6 separate regions of the Mus musculus genome follow, and all the other regions are linked to region 2. Evidence: chromatin contacts called from public HiCAR-type and promoter capture Hi-C data. All regions are on one chromosome and are shown on one strand. Each heading gives the region's core, a stretch centred on a gene start, on an enhancer-like site or on the middle of the called end of the contact. The rest is flanking DNA. Distances are from core to core; before and after follow the strand shown. Region 1 overlaps Auts2 (autism susceptibility candidate 2). Region 2 holds the start of Castor2 (cytosolic arginine sensor for mTORC1 subunit 2). Region 3 overlaps Auts2 (autism susceptibility candidate 2). Region 4 overlaps Auts2 (autism susceptibility candidate 2). Region 5 holds the start of 4930563F08Rik (RIKEN cDNA 4930563F08 gene). Region 6 overlaps Auts2 (autism susceptibility candidate 2).

What was found. Promoter capture Hi-C pulls out the DNA fragments that hold promoters and counts their contacts. HiCAR-type assays count read pairs that join an accessible place to other places.
Region 1: a HiCAR-type map of astrocytes shows a contact between it and region 2, with 8 times the contacts expected there. The contact joins the enhancer-like site here to the promoter of Castor2 in region 2. A contact is called at or near these places in 4 of 39 promoter capture datasets (the C10 cell line, frontonasal cranial neural crest, hippocampal neurons and 1 more), 5 of 115 datasets of contacts at active chromatin or transcription factors (astrocytes, embryonic forebrain, embryonic limb bud and 2 more) and 1 of 9 other capture datasets (embryonic tail).
Region 3: a contact with region 2 is called in a promoter capture Hi-C map of the HPC-7 cell line, with 9 times the contacts expected there. The contact joins the enhancer-like site here to the promoter of Castor2 in region 2. A contact is called at or near these places in 7 of 39 promoter capture datasets (the HPC-7 cell line, cranial neural crest, frontonasal cranial neural crest and 4 more) and 3 of 115 datasets of contacts at active chromatin or transcription factors (astrocytes, embryonic forebrain and stem cell-derived neural progenitor cells).
Region 4: a HiCAR-type map of astrocytes shows a contact between it and region 2, with 8 times the contacts expected there. The contact joins the enhancer-like site here to the promoter of Castor2 in region 2. A contact is called at or near these places in 6 of 39 promoter capture datasets (the C10 cell line, cranial neural crest, frontonasal cranial neural crest and 3 more) and 2 of 115 datasets of contacts at active chromatin or transcription factors (astrocytes and embryonic forebrain).
Region 5: a contact with region 2 is called in a promoter capture Hi-C map of hippocampal neurons, with 11 times the contacts expected there. The contact joins the promoter of 4930563F08Rik here to the promoter of Castor2 in region 2. A contact is called at or near these places in 2 of 39 promoter capture datasets (cranial neural crest and hippocampal neurons) and 3 of 115 datasets of contacts at active chromatin or transcription factors (astrocytes, embryonic forebrain and forebrain).
Region 6: a promoter capture Hi-C map of frontonasal cranial neural crest shows a contact between it and region 2, with 10 times the contacts expected there. The contact joins the enhancer-like site here to the promoter of Castor2 in region 2. A contact is called at or near these places in 7 of 39 promoter capture datasets (the C10 cell line, the HPC-7 cell line, cranial neural crest and 4 more) and 2 of 115 datasets of contacts at active chromatin or transcription factors (astrocytes and embryonic forebrain).

The regions. Positions count from the first base shown.
Region 1 is chr5:131,947,095-131,951,497 of GRCm38.p6, reverse strand. All of the region lies in intron 4 of Auts2 (autism susceptibility candidate 2), which reads left to right. Among named protein-coding and RNA genes, the nearest start is that of 4930563F08Rik, 69 kb to the right of the region's middle. Within about 2 kb of position 2,852, at least 27 of the 459 cell types and tissues checked have an H3K27ac peak or open chromatin away from gene starts, as enhancers often do.
Region 2 is chr5:134,096,987-134,101,195 of GRCm38.p6, reverse strand. It overlaps Castor2 (cytosolic arginine sensor for mTORC1 subunit 2), which reads right to left and starts at 1,448. Exons shown (of 9, transcript NM_030719.3): 1 at 1,045-1,448. The coding sequence starts at 1,157. Gm15627 (predicted gene 15627) reads left to right here and starts at 1,555. Exons shown (of 2, transcript NR_166664.1): 1 at 1,555-2,070; 2 at 2,431-2,784.
Region 3 is chr5:132,014,603-132,018,779 of GRCm38.p6, reverse strand. All of the region lies in intron 4 of Auts2 (autism susceptibility candidate 2), which reads left to right. Among named protein-coding and RNA genes, the nearest start is that of 4930563F08Rik, 140 kb to the right of the region's middle. Within about 2 kb of position 2,474, at least 2 of the 459 cell types and tissues checked have an H3K27ac peak or open chromatin away from gene starts, as enhancers often do. A contact at or near this core is called in the HPC-7 cell line, where this site is marked.
Region 4 is chr5:131,990,324-131,994,359 of GRCm38.p6, reverse strand. The region is part of intron 4 of Auts2 (autism susceptibility candidate 2); the gene reads left to right. Among named protein-coding and RNA genes, the nearest start is that of 4930563F08Rik, 110 kb to the right of the region's middle. Within about 2 kb of position 1,324, at least 29 of the 459 cell types and tissues checked have an H3K27ac peak or open chromatin away from gene starts, as enhancers often do.
Region 5 is chr5:131,878,795-131,883,102 of GRCm38.p6, reverse strand. It overlaps 4930563F08Rik (RIKEN cDNA 4930563F08 gene), which reads right to left and starts at 2,834. Exons shown (of 3, transcript NR_040704.1): 1 at 2,794-2,834; 2 at 2,006-2,034. All of the region lies in intron 4 of Auts2 (autism susceptibility candidate 2), which reads left to right.
Region 6 is chr5:132,071,919-132,076,157 of GRCm38.p6, reverse strand. The region is part of intron 2 of Auts2 (autism susceptibility candidate 2); the gene reads left to right. Among named protein-coding and RNA genes, the nearest start is that of 4930563F08Rik, 190 kb to the right of the region's middle. Within about 2 kb of position 2,232, at least 98 of the 459 cell types and tissues checked have an H3K27ac peak or open chromatin away from gene starts, as enhancers often do. A contact at or near this core is called in hippocampal neurons, where this site is marked.

The DNA.
Region 1 (4,403 bases), core at 1,603-4,102, 2.2 Mb after region 2:
CGTGTCCCACCTTCTATGTTATCATTATTGTATATATTACATCTATATATCCTAAGTTCAACTGTGGATTTGTTTAAACACAAGGATTTAGGGTTTGTGAAATGTCTAGTTAAGTAAAAGTCCTTGCTGCCATTCTTGCAACCTAAATTTGATCCCGTGCACTCGCTTGGTGGAAGCAAAGAACCAGACCCCTCAACTTCCCTTCTGACTTCCCCATGCATTCATTCTGTGACGCAAACCCTCCTCAGTAATACAAGTATAAAAACTAAGACCACTGCCTCAGAGAACATAAAACCATGTGGATGGTTTTGTAACCCTGTGATCACTACATGCTTCCTGGTTTTGTTTTTCTCTTTCTTTATTTCTTTTATCAACATTCTCTCCCTTCATATAATTATTTTTAGATGTTTTGTGCTATGCCATAAATCTATGATTACTGTTTGAAGCAGTTGTCTTTATTTATTTGTTTATTTATTTATTTAAAAAAAGAGAAGTCAAAAGTGAGTCCTATAATTACCTACTTAATTGCTTTTGATATTGTTTATTTCTTCATGTGGATTTAAATTACTGTCAACACTCTAATTAACTTTAATAGTATTTGTAAGGAATTTTTGATGCCAATGCTAAAGAGATGGCTTAGCAGTTAAGAACACATACCGCTCTTATAGAGAGGACCTGAATTTGGTACCTAGATCCCATACAACCATCTGTAACTCCAGTTCCAGAGGATCTGACCATGTGTTTTCACCCTTTTCTTCCCAAATGCAGAGCAATGAGTAGAACATAAATACTGAGTGAATTAATACTTACAGATTTAAAATATGGAATTATTTGCTAGAAATGGGATTTTATGCTGTTGGTTTTTTTTTTTTTTTTTTTTTTACTTTCCCAAAATGCAATACCGTTTGTTTGTATCTCTTTCAAACAATACAGAATTAAAAAGCAGTTTTTAAATTAGATGAATCAATTAGCTTAAAAATGTCCCCCAATACAATGATTTCTTTGTTCTAAATGTCTAGAGTCACCTGAGATTCTTAATTGATAGATTGCCCAGATTAGATTAGCCTGTTGGTATGTCTATGGAGAATTGTCTTGATGATTAATTAGTATGAATACAGTCCACTCTTGGTGACACCATCCCCTTGGCAGGTAGTCCTAGGATGTTAAAGAAAGTTTGTTGACCATGAACGTGCCAGTGAGCTAGAAGGCAGTTTCCCCCCACCCCCACTCCTACCCCTGGTTTCAGTATGAAGGACTGTCTTTTGAGTTTTATCCCTGACTCCCTCAAAGAGTGCATTTTGACCTAGAAGGGTATGCCAGATTAACCCTTTCCTTCCCTAAGTTGCTTTTGGTCAGAGTGTTTTATCACAGGCTCAGAAAGAAATAGGAATAATTGTCGCTATCAGCGAAGTCCACATATACATCTGAGATCAGGAACCTGTAGAATACACTTGTCTAGTGTGAGCTCTCTGCAGTGATCTGTCTCCTGGTCTCCACATATACTTCTGTGGTAAGTCAGCTGTGGTCAGTCACCTCCTTTCATTGTAAAATGTCAGTCGTGTAGCAAAGGGCCCTTCATTATTCAGATAGATTCTCCAGACTTTGTATCCCTCATGTGAGCAGGGTTGAGCTTGTTCTCCACATCCAATAGGGTATCTCTGTGTCTTGAGTGACCAATAGGAATATTTGCATCTCTCAAACTGTATGTTTAGTGGTTGCGGAGCTGAAGAGAAACAGCATTTCCCAAGTATTTGATCATCCTGGGGCCCTCAATTATTTCATTGTGGTTTAAAGGGAGTCAGCTCCCATTCTTTTAAAACTTGATTACCTTTCCATTCCTTTCTGGCAAACAAACAGCAGCTGTTTCTCATTGACAGCGGTTCCACCAGTGAACAGTCCCAGAAACTGACACTATTAACTGTCCTGCTTAAAGGAGGACTCTGACTCACATGTGATCCCGCCGGTGTCCAAAGTGTAATATTTAATTGCATTTTCTTAATCTTTACCACTGTATTGCTAAGCTTTCTAATACCTTCAAAATACCAAATCTCAGGCTTATCCTAATTAAAGAATCTCGATTTAATCCATATTGCATGACAATTCAATTTGTTGATTGCTTTTTCTCCCCCCCTCTTTGTGAAATTCCCGTCAAATGTATTAATTCAACATGATGAATCCTGTATTCAACCCACTGGAGTGAATAATTAAAATTAGCTGATAAAACTTTCAGCAGAATTACTTTGTGAAATTGCTGAACAGATGTGTCATTTTAATGAAAATCCACAGACAAGCTCCTTCTCCCCCTCGGCAGGATAAAAATATTATCCCCTCGGCACACACTTAATTTGGTGGTAAATACACTCGGAGCGATTGCTGGAAGGGAAGAGAAAGCAACTTGTCACACTTAGTAACTTGATTTTTCCCCAGCATGCAGTAACAGCCATCTACAGTAATTCATAGTGCTCTATTGTTGCTGCAAGTCCCAAAGAGAACTTATTAAAATGCAATAATCTCCTATTTAAACAGAAACAATAACCATTAAATTTCCTGTGGATCCAAAATTGAGCACAAGCCCCATCTGGTAAGAGTGATTAGAGGCCTGATGAGGGAATTTAATTTGCAACATTCAAAGACTAAATCGGAGCAGATCTTGTCACCTGGGACTCCAGTGCTGCTTGCTGTCTTCTTAAAAAATCTCAACCTAAACTGAAAATGGAACTCAGGAGTGAAAATGTTACCCAGGGGCCGCCCAGACAGGATCGCGTTTCATTTTGTCTCCAGCAGGCCTTCTGAGCTGAGGGGATTTCACTGCTGTCTGCCCCAGCTTCCTTCCTAAGGTTTTTTGACAGGCCTAGCAAGGGGCTGTAGTTTCCCGGGAATGCCCTTTGCTTCTGTAACATGGCCAGCCCCCACTGGGCCTGGCCTGCCTGCCCCCTCCCTTCTCCCTCTTGTCTTTCAGCTTCCTCCTCCTCCCCTTCAGTCTTCTTGGGAACTCACCTTCTTATTTAAAGCACTAGGCCTTCAGCAGGCTTCTTTGAACAAGCTCTTTGTCTGGTGGTACCTATTCCATCTGGAGTCTGGAAAGCCTGCCTTTTTTGGAATTTGTTACTGTTTTAATTTAAGAGCTTGAGGGTTTGGAGTGATGATGATTCAGCAGTTAAGAGCATGTACTACTCTTCCAGAGGGCCCAGGTTCAGTTCACAGCACCCATATTAGGTAGTGCAGAACAGCTTGTAACTCTAGCTTCAGGGAATCCAACACCTCTAGCATCCATTGGCGTGTGTGTGTGTGTGTGTGTGTGTGTGTGTGTGTGTGTTTACATGCACACACACACTGGTTTAGGAGTCCTTGCACTCCTGTCACACAGTCCCAGGACACACCTGTTGATCATCAATGAGTAGACACTCCTGTAAGGTCTTTTCTGGTCACAGTCAAGCTCTGTAGTAATGCTGAGATGACTGGATGCAGAGAGGAGGAAACCTGTGAGATCAGAGCCCTGCTTCTTCCTTGCTAGTTGATACTTGGTTTCCTTTAGTCAGACAAAAACTCTGCTTTATGACTTGGATGTCTTAATTTTTTCCCTCTCCTGGGATCTTTGTTTCTTTAAACATCCCTCGTACACTCCTTGTGAACTCTTCCAAAACTGCCTCTCTCAGCCAGTGTTCTCTCCTCCCTCTCTTGCTCCTTTTCCTCCCTGTGACTTGGGGCAGGCCACATCATTCCCAGGTCGATCCCAGTACTTACTGTAGCCTACTCTTTGTTTTTTGTTTGAATGACATTTATTTATATCTGTGCATTCTTGCCACAGTACTCTTCTGGAGGTCAGAGGGCAACTTGTGGAAGCGAATCTGTCCTGTGGTGATGCTGAGGATTGACCTGAGGTCACCAGACCTGGCAGCAAAGCAAGTGTCTTTTTCTGTTGGAGCACCTTAATGGCATTGTTTTAGTTTTTTGAGACAGGGCCTCCTGTAACTGAGCTAGCCTCAGAGTTCTATTGTGCATGAAGAGGACCTTGAACCTTAGATTCTCCTGCTGAGAATATAAGCGAGCATCACCATCTCCTCCCCCTCATCCGGCCTTTGAGATCATGGTCTTCAGGTCTTTGGCTGAGAAGCCCTGTCTATCTCCTTCTCCCCTCCCTTTAAATGCTTATAGAGCTAATCCTATCAATTAATATCCAGGGGTGAGTGGGAAAGCCCATCCCATGAACTTTTCAAGAATATGTAAGGCAGTGCACAGAAGAAGGAGGTGGTGTTGAGAAGTTCGAGGCACGTCACCATGTCTGTGTGTATACATATGAGAAAGTGTGTCACTGGGGCAGGAACCAGAGAATTGCTGAGTGTTGCCATCAAAACCATGAGTAGGTGACTGGCGAGTGTAAACTCTCACAGGTTGCCTGAGCT
Region 2 (4,209 bases), core at 199-2,698:
AAGGAGGTAAGAGCATCCTCGCTTTAAATCCCCCTCCCCCCCTCCCCCCAAACCAGACCCATCATAATGGTAAGTGAATGGTAAGGGGTTTGAGTCAATGGTAGCTTGCTCCAATTCCCACTGCATAAGGGGAAATGGGCAATGAAAAGAAAAGGTAGTCTGACTAATCTAACAGGAGTTTATGAAGTCAAACACATCCAGCAACGGGAAAAAAAAAAAATCTAAGATTAAAAAAAAATATTTTTTTTCTTCTTTTTCTTCTTACCTCCCAAGGCCTTCCACTATTTTTCTCCCCCTGGAACATCCAAGCCCAGGTTCCAGGCAGATCCATCAACACGTCTGCTCCTCCCCTTCCATGGTTCAAAATCCCCCCCCCCCCCCACTTCGCTGGACCCCCAAAGAGAAAAGAAATCAGCGACCCTGGCCCTGCTGCCCCTCCCCCGCTGCCTGCACCTCTTCTCCCCTCGCAGGCACCTGGAGATAAACATCTACTAATGATTTTATGATATTTCTGTTCTGGGGTAGACCGACCTCAGCGCCATCCCTCCCCGCTTGCCAATGGCTACAGGGGGGCCGGCCCAACTGGGAGGAGGGTAGTGGTGGTGGTGGTGGTGGTGGATGGATGGGGGGATGGGGCGTGTTTAGTTTGTAAATTTCCTCCTCCAGATCCCCACACCTGTTTTTCATTCATTCATTCGTTCATTCATTCATTCACGGATGCATCATAGAGGCCATTTAGGGAGGTTACTCGGGATCTCGGGGAAGGGACTGAGACGGGAGGGGGGGGTGTTGGGTGTTGGTGGCAGCAGTTGGAGGCGCAGTGGGGTGGGGGCTTCTGGGTGGAGGGGACCCCCACTAGAGAGCACAGGGGTGGCTTTGTCCGATGCAGGAGAATGGCAGAGATTAGGGGGGGATGAAGTTGTTTTGCACTGCGTCCCCCCGGGGTGCGCCTCTTTGTCTGTCCCGGGGCTGGTACCATGAGCCCCCCCCGACACCCCCCCCCCCCGTCAGCCATCCCCTCGCCCCTTACTCTCTTTCTCTCACCTGGTCTTGGAAGACAGGAAGGCAAGTTTGATGAGGCCGTAGGTGAAGAGCGGGATACTCTCCTTGGCGACGCTGGCAACTTGCAGCCGGTGTTCCAGAATGTGCAGTTCCATCGTCCGCCCAGGGCTCCTCCACGGCGGATCATCCGCGGTGGCCCGAGTTGGGGGGGGGGGGACGGGGACGAGCCGCGGCCCCCGCCCCCTGTGCGCCCCAAGCCGTGGGGCAACCGGCCCAGGGAAGGGGGCCCGGAGCTCGATGCCGGGTTGATTCGTACTCGAGCCAGAAAAAGGAAGCTTGGCAAGTTGCAAAAAAAGGAGGCCTGGGGAGGACCTGCGGGGTGCAGCAAGCTACGGGGTGGACAAGCAAACAGCGCCCGGCTGAGCGCGGCGCCCGGCGCAGCAGCAGCTGGTGTTCGCTGTAACAAACAACTTGCCACTCAAACGCCGGGCCCGTGATGCGCAGGCGCCAGCCGGGAGGCCACGCAATGCCAATCGGGATTTGTAGTCCGCGCGCGCGCTTTTACGCGGCCCTCCCCCCAACCCCCCGGACTACTCCAGCTTGCTGATGTCAAGCCAGGGGGGCTGGGCTGCTGCGCCACGGTGCCCTGGGAATGCAAGATTTCGGGGTTCCCCAGGGACACAGAGGAACCCGATGGGACATATAGGGAATTTGGAGCGGATTTAAGCTTAGATGCATGCTCTTTAATCGCTCAAACTCAGGATTAGGTACTTTCTTTGGGGTGTCAATCGAGAACCCCTTTCCTCAACAAGCAACTCCAGCGTTGGAAAAGGCCTGATCCTGCCAGAGGAGAGATTTAGAGGAATCGGTGATTGTCGTTCAGGGAAGGAAAGCAAAAGAAGAGTTGGGTTAGATAGAGAAGGGTGCCGGCTTCCTTGGAAAAGGGTGCTGGGGGCTGAATGAGAGCACGCAGGCAGGGGGAGGGGGGCGCTCAGAGGGAGAGCTGCGCGGCCTTCCAGGCAGAAGGAACACCGTGTCCAAACGCACAGAAGCGTGAAAGCCCCCACGGTACTGTGTTTGGCTTTGTTGCTGCGGAAAATGTGAGGGAGGATAGAGATAAGGCAGGCACGGGAACCAGGACCCGGGTCTCCGGGATCATGGGTGCAAAGCTGCTGAAGTAACTGTGGATCTGGGAGGGTGGAGGGGTAAGGGGGAGCGGGAGGGGGTTACCGGGGTGAGGTGGAGAGCGGAACTGAATCTGAATGAGAGTTATCCTTAGTGTTTCTAACCCCAGGCTTGAGTGCTGTATGGGGGACCTGTTTAGCAAATATTCTGCCCGCCCCTCCCGCCCCTCTCCCTTTCATGGCTGACTAGGTTTTGAAATCCTCTAGGTTAAAGTTACTGACTAGTGCTTTTGCCCTTTGGCAGAGTGCTTTGACGTTGTGGTGGGTCAAGTCTACCTGACGAGGCGAACAGGGAACTCTTCGGGGAGAAAATCCTGCCTGTCAATCTCATATTCTCAGTTCCCTTCTATCAGATGGGGGCTTATTGTGCTGCCTCATACCCACTAAAGGGCGTGAAACCCAGAATTCTCACTATGTCTTTTAATGTAGTTAAAGATTGGGCCTTCGAGATGGCTCAGTGGGTAAAGACGCTGCCAAGTTTGCTGACCTGAGTTCGATCTTCTGGACCTTGGAAGGAGAGAATGGAACCCTGCAGGTTGTTCCTCTGATTTGTACATGCGTGCACACACGTAATTTCAATAAATAACTGATAGCTCTATTTTTCTTTTGTTTTGAGACAGAGTCTCGTTTATCTCATGTTATCCTTCATCAAGTCTATCTATAGTTGAAGATAACCTTGAACTTCTGATCTTTTCGCCTCCATTTCGGTTGCCTGTACAGAGCCACATCTGGTTTATGCTGTGGTGGGGATGGAACCCAGAGCTTTGTACATAGTAGGCAGACAGTCTTAACACTCAAGTACTCCCAGCCTTCTTTTTCTTTACTTTTAACTAAAAACTTAATAGAAAAAAACCCCATAATTTTGTGTATATAGGTGTTTTCCCTGTATGTATGTATGCATGTATGTATGTATGTATGAATGTGTGTGTCACAAGCATGCTTGGTGCCCAGGGCACTCAGAAGACAGTGTCAGACCCTCTTGAACTGGAGTTAGTTACAGGTGATTATGAGCTACTCTGTGAGTGCTGGGAATTTTACCCCAGATCCTCTGGAAGAGCAGCCAATGCTCTTAACCATTGAGCTACACTAACTTTTATTTACTCTAAAAATTTGTTTTTATTTTTATTTGTGTTTCTGTGTCTCTGTGTGTATATGTTGTGTCTGTGTTGGGAATATGTGTGCCCTAGAAGGCCAGAAGAAGGTATTAGATCCCAGGGATCTGGAATGACAGATGGTCATGAGTTCCTTGTCATGGCTGCTGAGAACTGAACTCAGGTCCTCTCTTAGCCACCAAGGCATCCATCCAGTCCTTATTTTTTGTTTTCTGAAAATTTGGATACTGGTTTTCCTGTAGCCCAAGTTAGACCCGAACTCTTGATTTTCCTGCTCCTACCTCCCAAGTTCTTGGATTGAGGGTGTGCCTCTACCACACCTGACAGACCATGCAGAAACTGTTTCAAGCTGGGAATTTAGCCAGTGGTAGAGTGCTTGCTCAGCACTGTAAATAAATACAATAAAATATTGGGCATGATGGCATACATTTAAATTCACTGCTGGGAGGTTGATGCAGGAGGATTATTGTCAGTTGGAGACTAGCTTGGGCTATGTAGTGAATTCAAGGCAAACTTTAGCTACAGAGTGAGGATTTGTCTCAAAACATCCACTACTAACTTAATCAAATGAATAAAATAGAAGGCTTGTCTGTTTCCCCTTCCTCAAAAAAAATCTCTGTTCCATACAGCAATTATTTTGGGGGCTGGTGAGCTGGCTCAGCAGGTAAAGGTGCTTGCTGTCAAGCTGGATGCTCTGAGTTCAAGCTCCGTGACCCACTTGGTGTAAAGCGATAACCAACTCCCTAAAGTTGTCTGATTGTTTCTGCCTTGGTCAGGGTTTCCATTGCCGTGGAGAGACACCGTGACCAAGGCAACTCTTATAAAGGACAACATTTAATTGGGGCTGCCTACAGGTTCAGAGGTTCAGTCCAGTATCATCAAGGCAGTGTTATGGCAGCATCCAGGCAGGC
Region 3 (4,177 bases), core at 1,225-3,724, 2.1 Mb after region 2:
CAGATAAGATACGAAAAGAGAAAGAGCAAATTTGAAGGTGGGATGCTTTATATGAAGGTTGGGGATGGAAGATATAAGGGGAGAAGAGAATTAACTAGAAGGTAAATAACTTTGATTACATAAGATAAATTACAGGGTAATACTGCTAATGTAAGCCACCTTTATTTTTCCCAAACATCAGTATTCTGGAGGGATCAGGTAAAAACAGACCAGTGGTGGTTGTTCAGTGTCTCTATCTCTGTCTCTCTCTGTCTCTTCTGTAACCTCAAAAATGTTCCTTAACTTGCCTGAAAGATAGAGCCTTCTCTATTGCTTATAAAAATAAATAAAAAAGTAAAATTTTAAATGATGATGTGCTATTGGTGCTTCACTATTTCCAAATAAAAATGGGTTCACTATCAGATGAATACCCATCAATATATTTAATATCTCTGTAATGTTTTGAGTCACTTAAAAAGCAAAGATGTGAAGTTCAAGTGAGTGCACTACAAAATTATGGTAAAAAATTTTTATTTCATTGAAATATTAAGTTTGATCAAAGAAATAAAAATAAGATGTAATATGAAGTAGTAATAATTCTCAATTATGTATTTGTACCTATGAGTATTACAAAAGTAGATTTAAAATGACTAGGCATATTACACTTACTACAGCAGATCTGGGAAGATCCACCAGTTTTTATTAAATTAACATTTTTGCTGTAGTCTTGCTTGCCCAGGTGTACCTACATAACATAAATTTGAGTTTGTAAAATGCTTCTCAGTTGGCTTTTGTAAGCAGTTATTTTAATTAAGTGTATCAGTGCTCCTTTCTGAGAATTTGAGGGTTAGTGTGTGTGAGAACTTTCACTTTGTAAGCTTAGCAGAACAACACTCCTTCCAGTTTCAGAGGCTTTCTAATTCAGTCCTTCATATCATGTAATGGATATTAGATAGGTGGTTCAGTGGTTAAGAGCACTTGCCAGTCTTGCAGAAGACCTGAGTTCAGTTCCCAGCGTCCACTTCAGCTGTGTCACAACCACCATTACCTCCAGTTCCAGGGGCATCTGATATCCTCTTCCTGTCTCTGTAGGGACACATACCCACACACAGACACATACTCATTGTTAAAAATAATAAATGTTTTAAAAATTCATCATGTGTAGTTAGCAAAACACTGTATAAATGCACTGAGAACGGCTTTCCTGGGTTACCAAGCCTCTGGCGGGCAACTGAAGAATCACAGTCACGGGTTGGAAATGGACACCGAAACACAAAAATCTTTTATCAGATCAGGCTGCCAAGAGCCGTTCTCCTTTATACTGTTCTTGAGTAATTGTGCTCAAAACAGGCAATTGGAATAGCAACAACACAAGGAGTGAAGCCAGGGTTTCTCTTTGTGTTAGGGTTTTAAGTATCAGATATTTATACTTAACCCATTTTTTGCTTCTTATTCGATATTTTCTTTATCTACATTTCAAATGTTACGTTCTTAGTGTTTGTCGTTAGCACCATCAGACTATGATGAAGTCAGATGCCTGCCAGCCCGCCTTTGCTTTATATTCTGTGACTGAATGAATATCCAAAGCATTGTTGGAAGGCAGCAGCTGACTCCTACGTGTTGTCCTCTGACCTCCACACATGTGCAAATGCCCTTTTAGCACCTTAGTCCCCCAACATACGTATTCCAAACAAATGATATCCTGGGTTCTATCTCTGTTGGTAGAGTACCTGCCTAGCATAGGCGAAGGCCTGGGTTCTGTCCCTAGCACTACATAAAGCTAGCTTGATGGTTCACACCTGTAGTACCAGCCATGCAAGTACTAGAATGCAAAACTACACATCATGATTTATGAAACTGAAGCCATCATATCATAAATGAAGCCAGTCAAGCAGGCTATACATCACAAGATGAAAACTGTAGAAGCAATACCCCTGGCACATGCTTTGACCAGGTCACCGTTGACTGTGGTGGTGTACAGCAGTGTAGAGAACAGACTGTGCGAACTGGAAAACAAGTATGGACTCCATGAGCAGGTACCTCTCTCCATAGTATTCGTACTTTTTTTAAAGCTGACATCCACATGGTCTCAAGCGAGAGTCTTCACACGTTCAAGACACTAGATTCAGGTAGTGAAGGACAGTGTGGCCTGAAAGGAATTAAACAGGTTTGGTGACGAGCCATGTTTGTCCTTGTCTGCCTTGATGGAGTTTTAAGCCCCAGCAAGATAAGGAGGAGCCCAATGATTCCGGTTATTGCCTGTGTTTGTAGAAGACTGAGAATCTTTGTTGTGGCTTCAGACTGAAATGACCCTCAAAGCCTCATGTATTTGAGTGTTTGATTTCCAGTTCATAGCTCTGTTTGCAGGTTATGCGACCATTAGAAGGTGCAGCCTTGCTGAAGGAAATGTATTACTAGGGGTTGTGTGGTCTGTGCAAACTATACAGAGTTCGTATTTGAGTTTGTATAGGATGACATCACTTCCTGTTCTCTCGCTTTCCTTCCTGATCTGTGGGTGAAGTCTCATCGGCCAGTTTCCTGACCACCATGCTGGCCTCATGCTCCTCCTACTGTGTCTTCTCCACCCTAATGAACTATGCCCCTTTTCCGATTTTAAACCAAAATAATATTTTTCTTTTCCTACTTGATTTCTCTTAGAGCGTTTTACCATAGTGACAGGAAAGTAACTGATACAATATGGTAATCACGGAGAGATTCAAATGGTTGTAGTTACTAGACAGAGCTAAGTAACTGTCTCTTGCATTTATGCAGACTCCCCACAGCCCTGAGGAAGAACCAACCATCTCCAGATAGCACGATGCACACACACACACACACACACACACATGCACTTACTCATGCATGCATGCACAAACACATTACTACTGATACAGATGTCAGTATTCCCAGAAAGAGAGTTCAAAAGATATTATGACTGTATTCCACGTATTCAAAAATATCAGTTGAATAAGACTAAAATTAAGCTTATAGCAAAAAACTACACATAGTGTAACAGGAAGAATACAAGAAGTTGACAGCAGGCTATACTATGTCACAGGTTGGTGACCATGGAGACAGTGACTGCTCAGCAGTAGGAAGTGTGCTGAGTGAATCACTGAGACAAACTTCTTTTTAATGGGCAGAACATCCGTGAACTTCCTTTAACCAAATAATATATAGTTGGAAAAGTCAAAGAAAAAAGAATACCTAGAAAAGTAATATCTGAAAAATTTCCAAATTTTGTACAAACCATGAATCCATATATTCAAGCACAAGAATCAAAGAAAGAATTACATTTAAGATTCTAAAAGATGATTAGAAAGAGAAAATTATAAATAGTTATGTGTTATTTAAAAAAAAAAATCTATGACGACTAGGCTGGTGGTATATACCTTCACTCCTTGAACTCAGGAAGCAGAGGCAGGTAGGTGTGAGAGCCTAGAGTCAGCCTGGTCCAGGACAGGGTGGGCTATAGAAAGAAATGTTGCCTTAATAAAAACAAAAATAAAATAAAAAAAATAAAATAGGGCAGTTGTGGTGATGCATGCCTTTAATGTCAGTACTCCGGAGGCAGAAGCAGATAGATCTCTGGGAACTAAAGGCCAACTTGTCTACATAGCAAGTTCCAGGCCCACTGGGTCTAAATAGGAAGACTTTGCCTCAAGTGAAACAAACAAACAAACAAACAAACAAAACTTGAAAACTCAGGAGACTGAGTTGTCTAGCATATGTATAACCCCAGGTCTGAGCCCCAGCACTGGAAGGAGCAGGAGTTTTACCTGGCACCTCCAGCTTGATTGACTGTTGCTTTAGGCCAGGGCAAGGTGGGACGGGGGCAACTGGGTGTTGTGAGAACTGCTTACTACAAGCTGGCATCAAAGTGAAGAGACAAGAGGAAATGGGGACAAAGGTTTGTTTTTCCCGGGCACACCTATAATATTCCAGTTTTTCAAGCTAGGCTCAGGTTGCCTCCACTTGAATCCATCTATGAATCTACCTGTGAACTAAGTCAGTACCCTCTCACATCTCATTAGAGGGCAACAAGCCTTCCAATGAAGTTTCCATTTCAGAGTCAAACAGTAACATGTACAGGGAGTGCATCTCTCCAGGGACAGTGGCAAGAGAGGTAAGTGATAATGTCACCTAGAGCTCTGAATATTCATCTGATAAGAGAAAACTCATCAGAGAAAGGGAAAAA
Region 4 (4,036 bases), core at 75-2,574, 2.1 Mb after region 2:
TAGCAAAATCTAGGGATAGGGACCACCTCTGCAGCTTGGGGCAGCACCGGGGTTCTCTGAGACTCATCGTTTCTTATGACTCAGTTTTGGCAGACATGGCCTCTCACCATCTCCCCTTCCTGCCTGGCCTTTGCTTCTGTTTACCTTGGCCAGGCCTTAGGCTCAGCCAGACGCCACCGTATGCTGCTCTCATCTCAAGCAGCCCCGTCATCTTCTTGAAGTATGTCATGGCTCTGAAAAAGCTGGAGGTAAACCTTGCGTGACTAAGGTTGGCTGCATCCTGCCAGATATGGACAAGTGGAGAGAAAGCCTGGACATGACTGTAACTCCTTCATGTCGATGGTTCTTTTAGGCCCCAAAACATGCGTGTTGGTCGCCATTGTGGGGCAAGAGATGGGGTCCTTTAGGAGCCATGGGTATCCAGAGAGAAAGCTACACTGAGCATTTTAAAAGCTATATGCCATCACTTTCTTGGTCATCCCTGGTGGTATAACTTGCTGTCTTGGGAAACAGAGGAGGTGCTAAAACCCATGTCAGGCTTCCTGTGAGCATGTGGATTAGTGTGTGTACACATGTTCACATGTGTTCATGTTCTTCTTGGGAGGGGGTTCCACTACTCACTTTTTTTTTTTTAAACAAAATCTTTCATTGGCCACATTTCCTATGTCGGCTGTCCCCTGGCTCCAACTAGCCCAGGGAGCCGCTTGTCTCTACTTCCTCTATGCTGGTGATTAATACCATATCTAGCTATTTTATACATGGTTTCTGAGCATTATGCACATGTCCTCATGCTTACAAAGCAGGCACTTTATTGATGGATCCATCTCCCCAACCCCCATGTGCATATTTTTTTTTAATCTCACATTAATTTGGCAGAGGTTTGCTACAAATCTTAAGCTTGCCTTTCCACAGCTCTGAAAACGACCTGTCTTCTTGGCCCGTGGACTCACCTTGTGCAGTAGAATTTGTTCAGAAACAGAAATCGGAGACAGGAACTTAGCAGAACAAAGGAACCTTTCTTATGAAAGTCGATCTCTGAGTTTAGTCTGCCTTTTTTTTTTTTTTTTTTTTTTTGCTCTAGAGGGAATGGCATGCCCTCAAAACCAGCTCTGCCCAGCTTGTTACCAAGTTTGGCATATAATTCTCATGGCAAATGCTGGGATTAATGCTGCGGTTGGGCAAGAAGAGTCTGTCATGGTGGCATTTATCTCCTTTCAGACTCCTTCAGATGCAGCTTTTGTAAAAATTTTCTAGGGTGGGTAGCGGTCAGAGGAACTGGAGCACCAAGACCAGGCTGTCGCTACCAGGAAAGAAGCGCCGAAGCCACCGCAACGCACTATACAAAAGGAGGCTTTCTTCACTCCTCTGGTCCATGTGGTTAGCATAGAAATAGTTTATTGTGAGAGTCTCTCAGCCACAGGTCTTTCTAAAACATAATTGTACCCTCCAGGGAAACCAAAATAAATACCAGCCTAATAAACTTCAGATTCTCAAAAATAAGTTATCCGATTGCATTTCTGTAGCTGAAGAAAAACATCAGGGGTTGGCACGAGTTTCTCACTCTGCTTTGAATTATTTCCCAAGCTGCCCTGTCGCAGCTCAGCCCTAAAATGGAAGAAAATACTTTATCATTCGAAGAATAACAAACAGAGTAGGAAAGTACAGGTCTTCGGAAGAGAGGCAGGAGTGAATTCTTGTCCACAACTTCTGGTTTTCTCAGAGTAAGATGGCTCCGTCAACAGTCATTTGTAGCCGGCGTTAATGGAGTTTGTCTTCTAGTAGAAGATTCCACACAGGCTTCCCTGAAATTGTAACACTAGCCCTGAATTGCTCGTCCTTGTGCACCGCCTTTGCAGTTTTGCTAATCCTTTGGTTCCTGGGTTGGACCTCAATTGCAGCCTATGTTCTGCCTTCAGCTGCACAAATGTGGTGGGTGTTGTTCCAATTTCAGTTTCTCACAGCTGACTACTTGAATTTATCTTCTGCCTTCTCAGTTTGCATCTGTTGTTACTGTCTTGTCCAGTTTTCTTCACCGTGGCTACCCCCATGGTGCCTTTGACTAGCCAAGATTTTATTTGATTTGTCTATTTTATTATTTTTTTTCTTGTATTCAGGTGTCTGTGTGCATGCGTATAAGTATATTTATCTGGTGCCCTCCAGAGCCAGAAGAAGGCATCAATTCCCTGAAGTCGGAATTACAGGCAGTACTGAGTCTCCTAACGTGAGTGCTGGAAACCAAACTCATATCCTTTGCAAGAGCAGCAAGTACTCCTCACCTCTGAGCCATGTCTCCAGCCTCTATTTGATCATTTTTAAATGCATTGTTAGATAGTAAGGAAAAGAGACATCATGAACAGCCATGTAGCTCCCAGCTTGAAGAGTGATAATGTTCTCAGTGGCCTTGTATCTGTGGCATTTATAGGTACACCTCCTCCTCACAGCTCAGGGGTGTGTTGGTATTTGGGACAAGGTTCTGTGGTTCTTTATAATTTTTTTCACATAGAGAACAAATGATATGTAATTTGTTTATATCATGAAAAACTGACCTCTACCCAATGTAGTTTTTATTTGGTTAGTTGGTTTGTGTGTGTGTGTGTATGTGTTTGATTTTGTCCTATTTTGTTTTTCTGGCTTTCAGTTAATTGTGTCTCAGGCAGCCCTCCTGAGCAAGAACCGAATCACCTCAGTGTGGGATCGGTTGGAGTAAAACTGACTTTTCTAAAATATTTTTCTTCACTTTTAAACGGTGGTAAATGGATGACTTTTGGTTGTAGTTCACTTGGTAAAGTGTGTGTGTGTGTGTGTGTGTGTGTGTGTGTGTGTTTGTGTGTGCCTAGCACAAAGCCCTGAGTTCAGTTCCCAGAACTACATAAGTTGGGAATGGTGAGTCACTCATGTCATACCAACACTTGGAAGCTGGAGACATGAGGACAGAGAATCCAAGGTTATCCTTGCCTATGAGGTAAATTCAAGGCCAGCCTTGGCTAGATGAGACCCTATCCTCCATTTTTTTTAAGAGCACATTCATATGGCATTGGAAACTAATTAATGCTTAGTTAATGTAGCCTCCATCTCAAGGCATGTCTTGCCCTGTCTCTTTCAGCCACTTAAGTATCAATACAGGCTGTGTCCTTCTCCTGTCAAATGGTGGAGGACCGGACACAGCTGCTGTGAGGCAGGAGCCCGAGTCCACTATGTCCGTATTTTCATTTGTCAGGAAATGGGAGAGAGATGGGGCCAATGGTTTGATAAATTATATCAAAAAATAGTCCCTTCATGCTAATGGAGTGTGAAGAAGCTGATGTACTGGAGATGATCTATAATATTTCATATTTCTCTGAGGAGAAAAAATGATAAACCTGATGATGTGTGATTTATTCATGTTTCATCAGATGAGGGGGGAAAAAAAAACTCTTCAAATCAACTGTCTGCTTCTCACTCCCAGAAGCGGCCATGTGAGTTTTGTGCTGGGCCCAGAGGCTAGGGTTGTTTTGAGAACTGCTCCTGATTAAGCCCCACACCTCTGGCAGACAGTTGGGAGAGGGTAATTATGCCAGCTTCCACACCAGTTCATCATTGCTGTTTTATGGCTCTCCAGCACCAGGTGACAAATGTGTTAATTATTACATTTCTGATCCAGAACTCTAGTGGCCTCTCCCTTCCCTCCTGGCTTTGGCCTTTAGTCATTCCCAGCAGCTCTGCCCTGGACAGCAGTAACTTCTGCAATCAAAGAGCTGCTCTCTGGAAGCTGCCATGCTGAGAAGGACATGGTTATCAGGCCTGCTGTGTGCAGACTCTAGCCACAGGGGACCTGGTTAATTCCCTTTCCTCTTCCTTCTGCCCATCACCCTTTGGGTCAAGTGCTGCTCAGAGCCAGAAGCTCTGCTGGCTTCTTTAATAACTGAAAATGGCGCCCCTGACTGGGCCATTTCACTCTAAATAGCCCCCTGGAGGAGGCTGAAAACAGAGGTTGTCTTAGGCAAAGAGATTTAACAGGTAGAAATGTTGTTTCTCTTTTTGTCCTTTGTGTTTCCTC
Region 5 (4,308 bases), core at 1,585-4,084, 2.2 Mb after region 2:
GAACACCTGTTCTGTAGGACCGGAATTCAGTTTCCAACACCCATGAGGGGTAGCTCACACCTGCCTGTAATTCCAGTTCCAAGGAATCTACAGCCCTCTTCTGGTCTGTGCAGGCACTGCCCTCACATCCACATAGTAAAAAGAAAAACAAAACAAACAAACAAATAAACAAACAAAACAAACACGTGTCACAGAGAAAATGGGGCGTTAAACTCTCATATGTTGACTGAATTGCGATGGAGAAAAGATTTTCATAATGCCCCACTTCTCCCATCTGTGTATGAAGTGTTGGGAGTCTTGAGTTCCCCCGTAGCACTCTGGGTATTGACTGCATGAATTAAGGAAGAGCGATTTTGGTGATGGGAAGGCTTCTTGTCTATAGGAGGTAGAAGAAGACCCAGCAACGACAGAAGGATGCAAACGGCTCTGCCAGAAAGTGTTCAGAGGCGAGACACAGCCTCCATTCTCATTAAAGCATTATACTGCTACTTTAGGCACTGACTACACATTTGTTTTATGTGTGGCTATGTTGTACCTATTGAGGCTGTGTTGGTGCTGCTGGGACCAGAGTGGGCGTTTTATACACCGTGTCTTCTCAAGCAAGATGGAAAGGGCTTATAAAAGCTGTTTCCAAGGAGTAAACGGATGTTTTAAAAATTTATGAAACAAGTGTCCACTTAGGATTTCATTTGAGTTTTACAAAACACTCCTGCTTGAGTCTTGCCGTGTCAGCACAAGATTCTGGGATTGAAATAAATAAAACCTGGAAGAATATAATAATGCTTTCTTTTTAAGTCTTTAAATGATGCATCAAGTTGCCGGGGAAGGGAGTGTCAAGGCCTAAGTGATCCCTTCCTACTGTCTATTAAATGGAGAAAAGAAAGGTTTAATTATTAAGAATTCATCTTTTGAATAAACAGAAGGATCTGGGAGGTAAGGGGGTCTGGGAGGTGCATCCACAAAAGCTAATGACCAGCTCTTCTCTTTTAATGAAACGGAGATTGAGGAGGAGGCCAACACAAGCATTACCAGCCTCCCACCCCCTCTTCTTCTGTGGGAGTTTCCCACCCCTATAAAGTTGGTGAGAATTAAAGATAAATAAATATCTGAGCTTGAATGTACTGTCAAGAGATGAGAAATGGGAGGTTAGGCAGCCCCATGGACATTATAGGGGTCTTCTGTTGTGTTTGCTTTGGTGAAGATAAAATAGGATGTCTGCTGAGGTCTGTCTGTGTGTGGAGGAGAGAAAACCTGGGGTGTGTGTGTGTGTGTGTGTGTGTGTGTGTGTGTGTGTGTGTGTGTGCCTGTCTGTGTGTCTGTGTCTGTCTGTGGAGGAGAGAAAACCTGGTGTGTGTGTCTGTCTGTCTCTCTGTGTATGTGTCTGTCTGTCTGTGTCTCTGTGTGTGTTTCCTGTCTGTCTGTCTGTCTGTCTGTCTATCTGTGTGTGTGTGTGTGTGTGTGTGTGTGTGTGTGTCTCTGTGTGTCTGTGTGTCTGTGTGTGTCTGTGTCTGTAGAGACATACATGTACATCAGGGTGCTTGTATGTGGATGCCCAGTGGTCAATGTTGGGTTTCTTTTTCCATCACTCTCTGCCTTTTTTTAAAAGACAGGATCTCTCACTGAACCTGAAGCTCACTAATTCAGCTAATCTAGCTAGCCATGGGGCTCCAGGAATCTACCTGTCCCTCCCTTCCCAGGGCTGAACTTACGAAGACCCCTGTGCTTTTCATGTGGATTTTGGAATCTAAAGTGAGGTATTTGTGCTTGCACAGCAAAACACTTTACTGGCTGAGCTATCTCCCCCTACACAGTGTATATTTTAGCTTATATTTACTCTTTTTAGTTTCTTTCAAACCCCAGACTCTCAACACCTGAGGACCAAATGAATGAAATGAACTTGAGGGTGGTTTTGGAAGCAAGTTCCCAGCTGACTGTGAAATGTTACACTGTGGTGCCCTTACAGGTCCACTCTTTCAGTCTGAGGAGAGGACTTTTGTACACTTACCTTGTAGAGCTGGTATCTGACGGGGAAAGCTAGAGAAAAGTGAATAAATGCATTTTTAAAACTTAGATCTTACTCAGCCCATCTACCAAATTAGCTGAACCTGGCTCATTAAGACTTGCTTAGCCATGAGTCTTATCTCTGTCCAGGAGCACCTTCCTCACATATTAACCTTTCATCCTTTATGTCGGGAGAGTGATCTGTTTCTCTTTATTGTTTTTACTATCTACTTGTAATCAAGCAGAAACTCTGCCCTGGGTATCTGTGTTCAGTTGATTCAAATCACCCATTAAACTGCCCCCCAGAATCCATGACGGTAGAAAAGAATAGTGTCCCCCATTTATGTGTGGACACATGCACGTGTCATTCATATGCAGTGAACATTTCTACATACAACTATAGAGACCAAGGATCAATTTTGGCTGTCATTGCTCAAGCACTATCCAGCCTCGTTTTTAGACGAGTTCTCTCACTTGCATGGAACTCACTGAATAGCCTAGACTCGTGGATGGCTAGGGATCCTCCAGCCCTGCTCCATCTCTCCCAGCAGAGAGCACACACCACACCTGATTTTTTTTTTTTTTATATGTGGGTTCTGGAGATCAGACTCAGGTCCTTGTGCTAATGCACCAAGCACATTAACTTCTTAACCATCTTCCTAGCTCCCAAAGAACATTCTTCACTCAGTACCCGCTCAAGCTTGGTGTCTTTACAATCCTGTCTAAAAGGAGGAAAGGTTTTAAAAACCGGAGAGTGCTGGCACAGAGAACCAAAATACTTGCTGTGCAAACCTGAAGACTTTAGTTCAGTTGCTGAAACCCACATAGTTGAGAAGAATTGTTGCCATGGAGTTGATACTCATGCTGTTGCCATGGAGTTGAGTTCCATATTCATGCTATGGCATGTTCTTCACACTCATGCATGTGTGCATGCCCATGTACAGACACACACACACCACAAAAAAAATTAAATTAAAAAATGAGAGACATACGTAGCCTTAACTTTCCTCTTGACAAAACTTGTCTTAATTGAGTAATGGCCTAGCTGAGACTGCCCTGTCAGCATGTCTTTGGGACATTGTCTTGATTTTTAACTGTTGAAGGAGGACCCAGTCCACCATAGGCAGCTCCAGGGCAGGTATTTCTGAACTGTGTATGAATTCTAGCTGAGCATAAGCCAGGAGAGGGAACAGGTAGAAGTCCTCCATGGATTGTGCTCCAAGCTCCTGCTCGAGTTCTAACCTGAATATGTGAGTCAGATAGACCCTGCCCTGCCCTTAGTTCCTTCTGGTCAGAGTATTTTTATCATAGAAACAGAAAAGAAACCAGAGCATATGGAAAACACCCAGTGAACTCTCACATGGAGTGCATGGTAAACAGTAGCTATCATTAGTACTTCTACAGTCTTACCCTTTAAACTTGTAGACATATCTCCTGGGCTCAAGCTGCATCATGAACAGATGGGCAACACACAGGGTAGACACTGATACTGGCTAACAACGGATGGTTAATGAAAGGTTGTATTGACAGATTAGCCTGTTCCTAAGCAAGGAATAGATTATGGGTCTCAGTCTAGCCTTTGCATTCTGGGAGTCTGTGAGGCTGAACTCCAAGGTTATAGGAAGCGGAGGCACATGTGGTGCCTGGAGCAGTCTTGTTTTTAATAGTTTGTACCTATGGAAAATAATTCTGAGGCAGCTGTTGCCGTGTGCTGGGTCCACACATTTCGCAGAGTACTTTCCTCTTTTCATCCTCAGGGCTAACTTTCGTTTTTTTCTACGTGAATCATCTTCCTTTGGTTTAATTCCAAGCATAGGTTCCATATGGAGTGTTCTAGCAACAATCCCCTGGGTTGAGCCAATTGGATTCCCCATTAAAACCAGAGTTTGACTCAATCCTCCAGAAACTGCACATGGAAGATACTTCTCAGGGAAGAGTGAGGCGCCATACTGCTAATACTGAGCTGAGAGGAACACCAGATGTCTGTGGATACATGAGAGCACATCTGTGATGCCGTGGTTCTACGGTTAGGTCAGCATAAGGCAACCAAGAGGGCATAGATGGCCCATGGAGTAAAGTCCTTTAGTTGCCTATTTTGTGTCAGTTTGCATCCGGGCCTGCTTACACCCATGACGTGGAACTGAAAGACTGAAGGATTGGATGAAGACAGTGGCCGACGTGGAGGCAGAAGGAAGAGGTTCAGGAAATGTGGTGAATCTGGTGTCTCATGGGAGACAGTGCCAGACGGTTTCACTGTCTGCAGATAAATTAAAAGGGGGCATAGAGTGTGATGTGTTGAAAAGTAGA
Region 6 (4,239 bases), core at 983-3,482, 2.0 Mb after region 2:
GGAGCTATTGGCAGGCCTAAGCTGCCCCACATGGATGCTAGCAACCAAAATCTGGTCTTCTGGAAGAGCTGTAAGCGTTCTTAACCACAAAACTCTATTTCCAGCCCTTATACTCAGGATTTTCAAATTTCTTACCTTACCCTTGTCAGTGATGTGAGGGATAAATTATCTTCCAGCTGTAGATGGTGACCTCTTTATTGGGGGGGGGGGCATTCAGTGGCACAGCCAAGTTCTCAGGTCTGAGCCAGCACCGAGCTTATTAAAAGTCGATCTGGTGTTTTCCAGTGTTGGGTTCATATGAAGGCTCTTGTCTCTTGCTGAGAGAGATAGTGATCTACTCTTACTCAGTCCTGTAATTTGCTATGGTGATATACAATGGACAGTCAAGAGCCTTAAATATGGTCTGCTGTCTCTCAAGTTGAGGGTATTATTTTCTTAATCTTATTAATATTTTGTCACAGTTAGAACAAACTCAATGGGGCAGCAGTCAGATCTCCCAAATTATAAGAGCATGCCAGTTGTATGTTCTTAACTAAGAAGATGGTGTTTTAAAAACATCATCTCCCCAAAACAATTTAAAAAAAAAAAAAACCTTTCCCCTTTTAATAACTGTTCTTGGAGAGATGAATGGCAGTCTGTGCCGCAGCTCACACCTCTCACATTAGGCATATTTCAGCCATAAACTTAATTATGACAGGAATTTTCAAACGACTCCACCTTTTTCCCTCTCCTGCACTCAGTCTGAGAGGGATACCACACTCTATTTCTGAGCTGATAAAAATCCTCTTTCTGAAAGCATTTATTATATTACAGCCTCACATGAGCCGAGCTCTATCCTCACCCTGCGTTAAGTGTCTGCGGTAGATTTCATTACAACCATATACTGGAAGTCCTGCCAGTATCCTGGCAGCAGAGTCCTAGTGGAAAATAAATGGCAATAAAAAAGAGAAATGATAGCCTGTGTGAGCGACGAGGAGCACAGCTTTATTGAGACTGGACAACCCCAGAGTAGTGACTTGGCATGCAAACACGAGCTTAAGAGAGAGTGAGTGAAAGTTGATATTGGAATAACGACTCCGCAGCCCAGACATGGGAATAATTTAATTAATTGCACTGAAATTTCTTTGATGAATAGTTATGCGGTGCTAAGCGTGGGGTCGAACAACAGAATGAGTCTCAGCTTTTTAATGGGCTAGCGCAGCTGCAGCTTTGGATGCCTTCCCACTTTATTTTTGCCTGCAGCTCTCCACAGCTCATCCGTGTCTCTCCAGCTAAGCGCGCCGCTCCCGGAGCTCCCTCTCCATGCATTCTGCAGAATTCTGCAGAGCCAGAGCCAGAGCCAGAGCAAGATGACTGAGTGCATTTGGCCGAGGGAAGCCACTGGCTGGTGACTGCTTTGAAATGAAAACCAGATCAAAAGGGGAGGGGCGGGGGCTGAGGGGGGCTGGCAAAAATTGTCGGTTGGTTTTTCTCGGGATGGAAACCTGCGCCTCATCACCCCACCCTCCTCAAATCTCTAGGATGCTTTTACAGAGTCTTTGCTGTTAAGTTGTATAAAGATTTTAATAAAAATGTCTTGTCCCTGGAGAAGGAGGCCGGCTTTTGTTGTCAGAGAGCTGGAGGGAAAAGAGCAGTGCGGCCCAGCTGGAGCTGGGGCATTAATCCCAGGATTCCTAGCCGGTATTTTCAGACAGATCAATTACTTACGGCTGTAACCAATCTCTCTCCGCTCCCTCGCTGTGCTGAGCTCGCTTGGCAGACTTGGCAGCTGACATAACCTTCCAACTTGACAGGACCGCAGCTGCCAATCTCTTTGGGGTCTGCTGGCCCCTCCATCTTTGAGGTTATACAAATGAGCCGTTAAATAAAAATCAAAAGTCAAAAGTTATGGGTGGTAACTTCTTCATGGCTCAGTCACACCCACAGATCCAGGCAACAGTTCTAGATGGACTCAGAATAAATAAATAAAAAGTCAAGATGAACGATCCCGCTGTGTCGCTTTCTTCACTGTGATGGCCAGCCCTCTATAAGAGAGAAAAAATCTCTCTCCAGAGTGAAGAAATTATCCACAGTGGATGCATTTCTTATCAGCTTCTAGGTTGAAAGATGAACTCCAAAGTGGAGAGGAAGGAGATTAGGAGGAGACAAGAAGGGCAGATACAGGTGAGCCGTGTCTAATGCTTTTCACACCGGGTGAGTCACCCGTCTTCAGCTGCTAGGCCGCCTGGGCTCAAGGCCAAGAGATGTCAGATCAGAAAAGAAGTGACCCTCGCTAACACACAGGTGGTGTAGAACATGTACTCTGTTTATAGAGTGTTTCAGCATGAGAATATAGCACTTCTGTGACAGAGCAAAATTGATGGTCTCTGAAGACTGCCCCCAGAATTTATTTAGTGTCGGCAGGTCTCAGTCCTTCTGAACTGGGCCCTTCACAGCTGTGTCAAGCCCACACAGCCCTCCTAGAGGAAGTACTTAGGGGCCAGATACAGGAAACCTTAGGGTCCCTTTGTGATTTCACTCACTAGACGCACAGATGTGCAGCTCCATCTTTTCAGAAGGTCTCAGGTAGCTAAAGCCGGACTTGAACTTTCTGTGTAGGCAAGGATGATTCTCAACCTCTGACCCTCACCTTTGACCCTCTTTTCTCTTTTTTTCTTACTCTTGTTGTTGAGGTGGGTTTATGTGGTGCTGGGAATGGAACCTCATGCATGCCAAGCAAACACTACCATATAGCTCTGGCCTTTTCTCCCTGTCCTTGTCCTCCTCCTTCCCCCACCTCTCCTTTTCCTTTGTGCTTCCATGACTCCCACCTCTCTCTTGTAGTATTCTGTGAAGACTTCTAATTCTCCCTTCAACAGCTACCATGGAAACTTTCAAGATAAGTAGGAGGAAATGTGGCCCTGGACACAGCAGAAATGGTTTTGTGTGTGTCCTAGGGAAGCATGCATATTCCCCTATCCCCTCTGTGTCTGTCTGTCAGTTACATATTGCTCCATGTTTCAGAAACCTTCTGTTATGTGGGACACATTACTGGTGTCCCTTTGGAAGAGGTATTCATGAACCCTGTTAACAATTAAGCAAGTCTGTCCCTGCTGGCACAGGCTGGTAAACACTATCTCCTGTGGGCTTTTATTTCTTTGGATAGATTCTAACAAGGCAAAAGAAACACAAAGAACACAATTTGTTTCATTTGAATGTTTCAAACCTGAGTCTATTCCCCTGTTCTTTCTCGGATCTCCTGCACATCCCCAAAGGAGTGCTATATACCACAGGTGAGGAGGCGTGCTGGCATCCCACCTCAGCCCTTTGCTTCAGACACTGCTTGTGGACCTGCATTTTGTGATGATTGGTTAAGCAGTGTGGAAAAGTGTCACTGGTAGCCGTGCATGACAGTACCCCATCCTCAGAGCTTGCCAGCAATTGAAACTTTTAGAGAGAGTCAGGAATAAAGGGGAGGTGAGATTTACAGTGAGCTCAAGTTGCTTTTTTTTCCTCCTTGGAATGTTGCCTGCCTTATTAGGAGTTCTTTAGTGAGACAAAATGCAGTGGTAGCTTAGCGAAATTATGGCTCCTTTCCAACTGCCTGGGGGGAAGGAAGGGGCTTAGGAGTCTGTAAGCCTTCTCCCCTGGTTGCAGTTAGGAAAGCCAGTTGACAGTGTAATAGGCTTTTGAAAGTGGGTGCAATGGTTTGTGCGTTCTGTTTGATGTTGCAAATACCAAGCCCCCAGGGAGATCTACAAAGAGGATATTCTGTTCTTAGGGAAAAGAGATTAACCTGAAACGTGAACGGAAAAGCTTCCCCAGTTCTCAACAAGTTAGGTACAGCAAAGGAACCCTCCTGTGCACTGCGGCAGAGACAGCATCTGGCTTGCTGCCTGCTGTACACAGGCAGCGGGCTGGGCAAATAATTTTTAATGATTTTGATTCATGAAAGGTGATTGCCAGTAATCGTAAAAGGATTAGATTGCAGATTAGGGATATGTTTGCTCATATATGTTCATGCACCTACGACTTTCTTTGCAGGCATGTGCAGAATCACATACTCAACACCATCTTACAATTGTGTGCATTTTCTGGAACCTGCCTTAAGTTCCCTTTATTCCTGATCAGGGTCATGTTACAGATCCATTAGGTGAGAGCTGTAATTTAGGAGATATACTGTGCCAGTTCACTTGGGAAGCCAGAGCCAGACACGGGACTGTGTACATTCATTCAACAGACATTTTAAAGCATGTACTC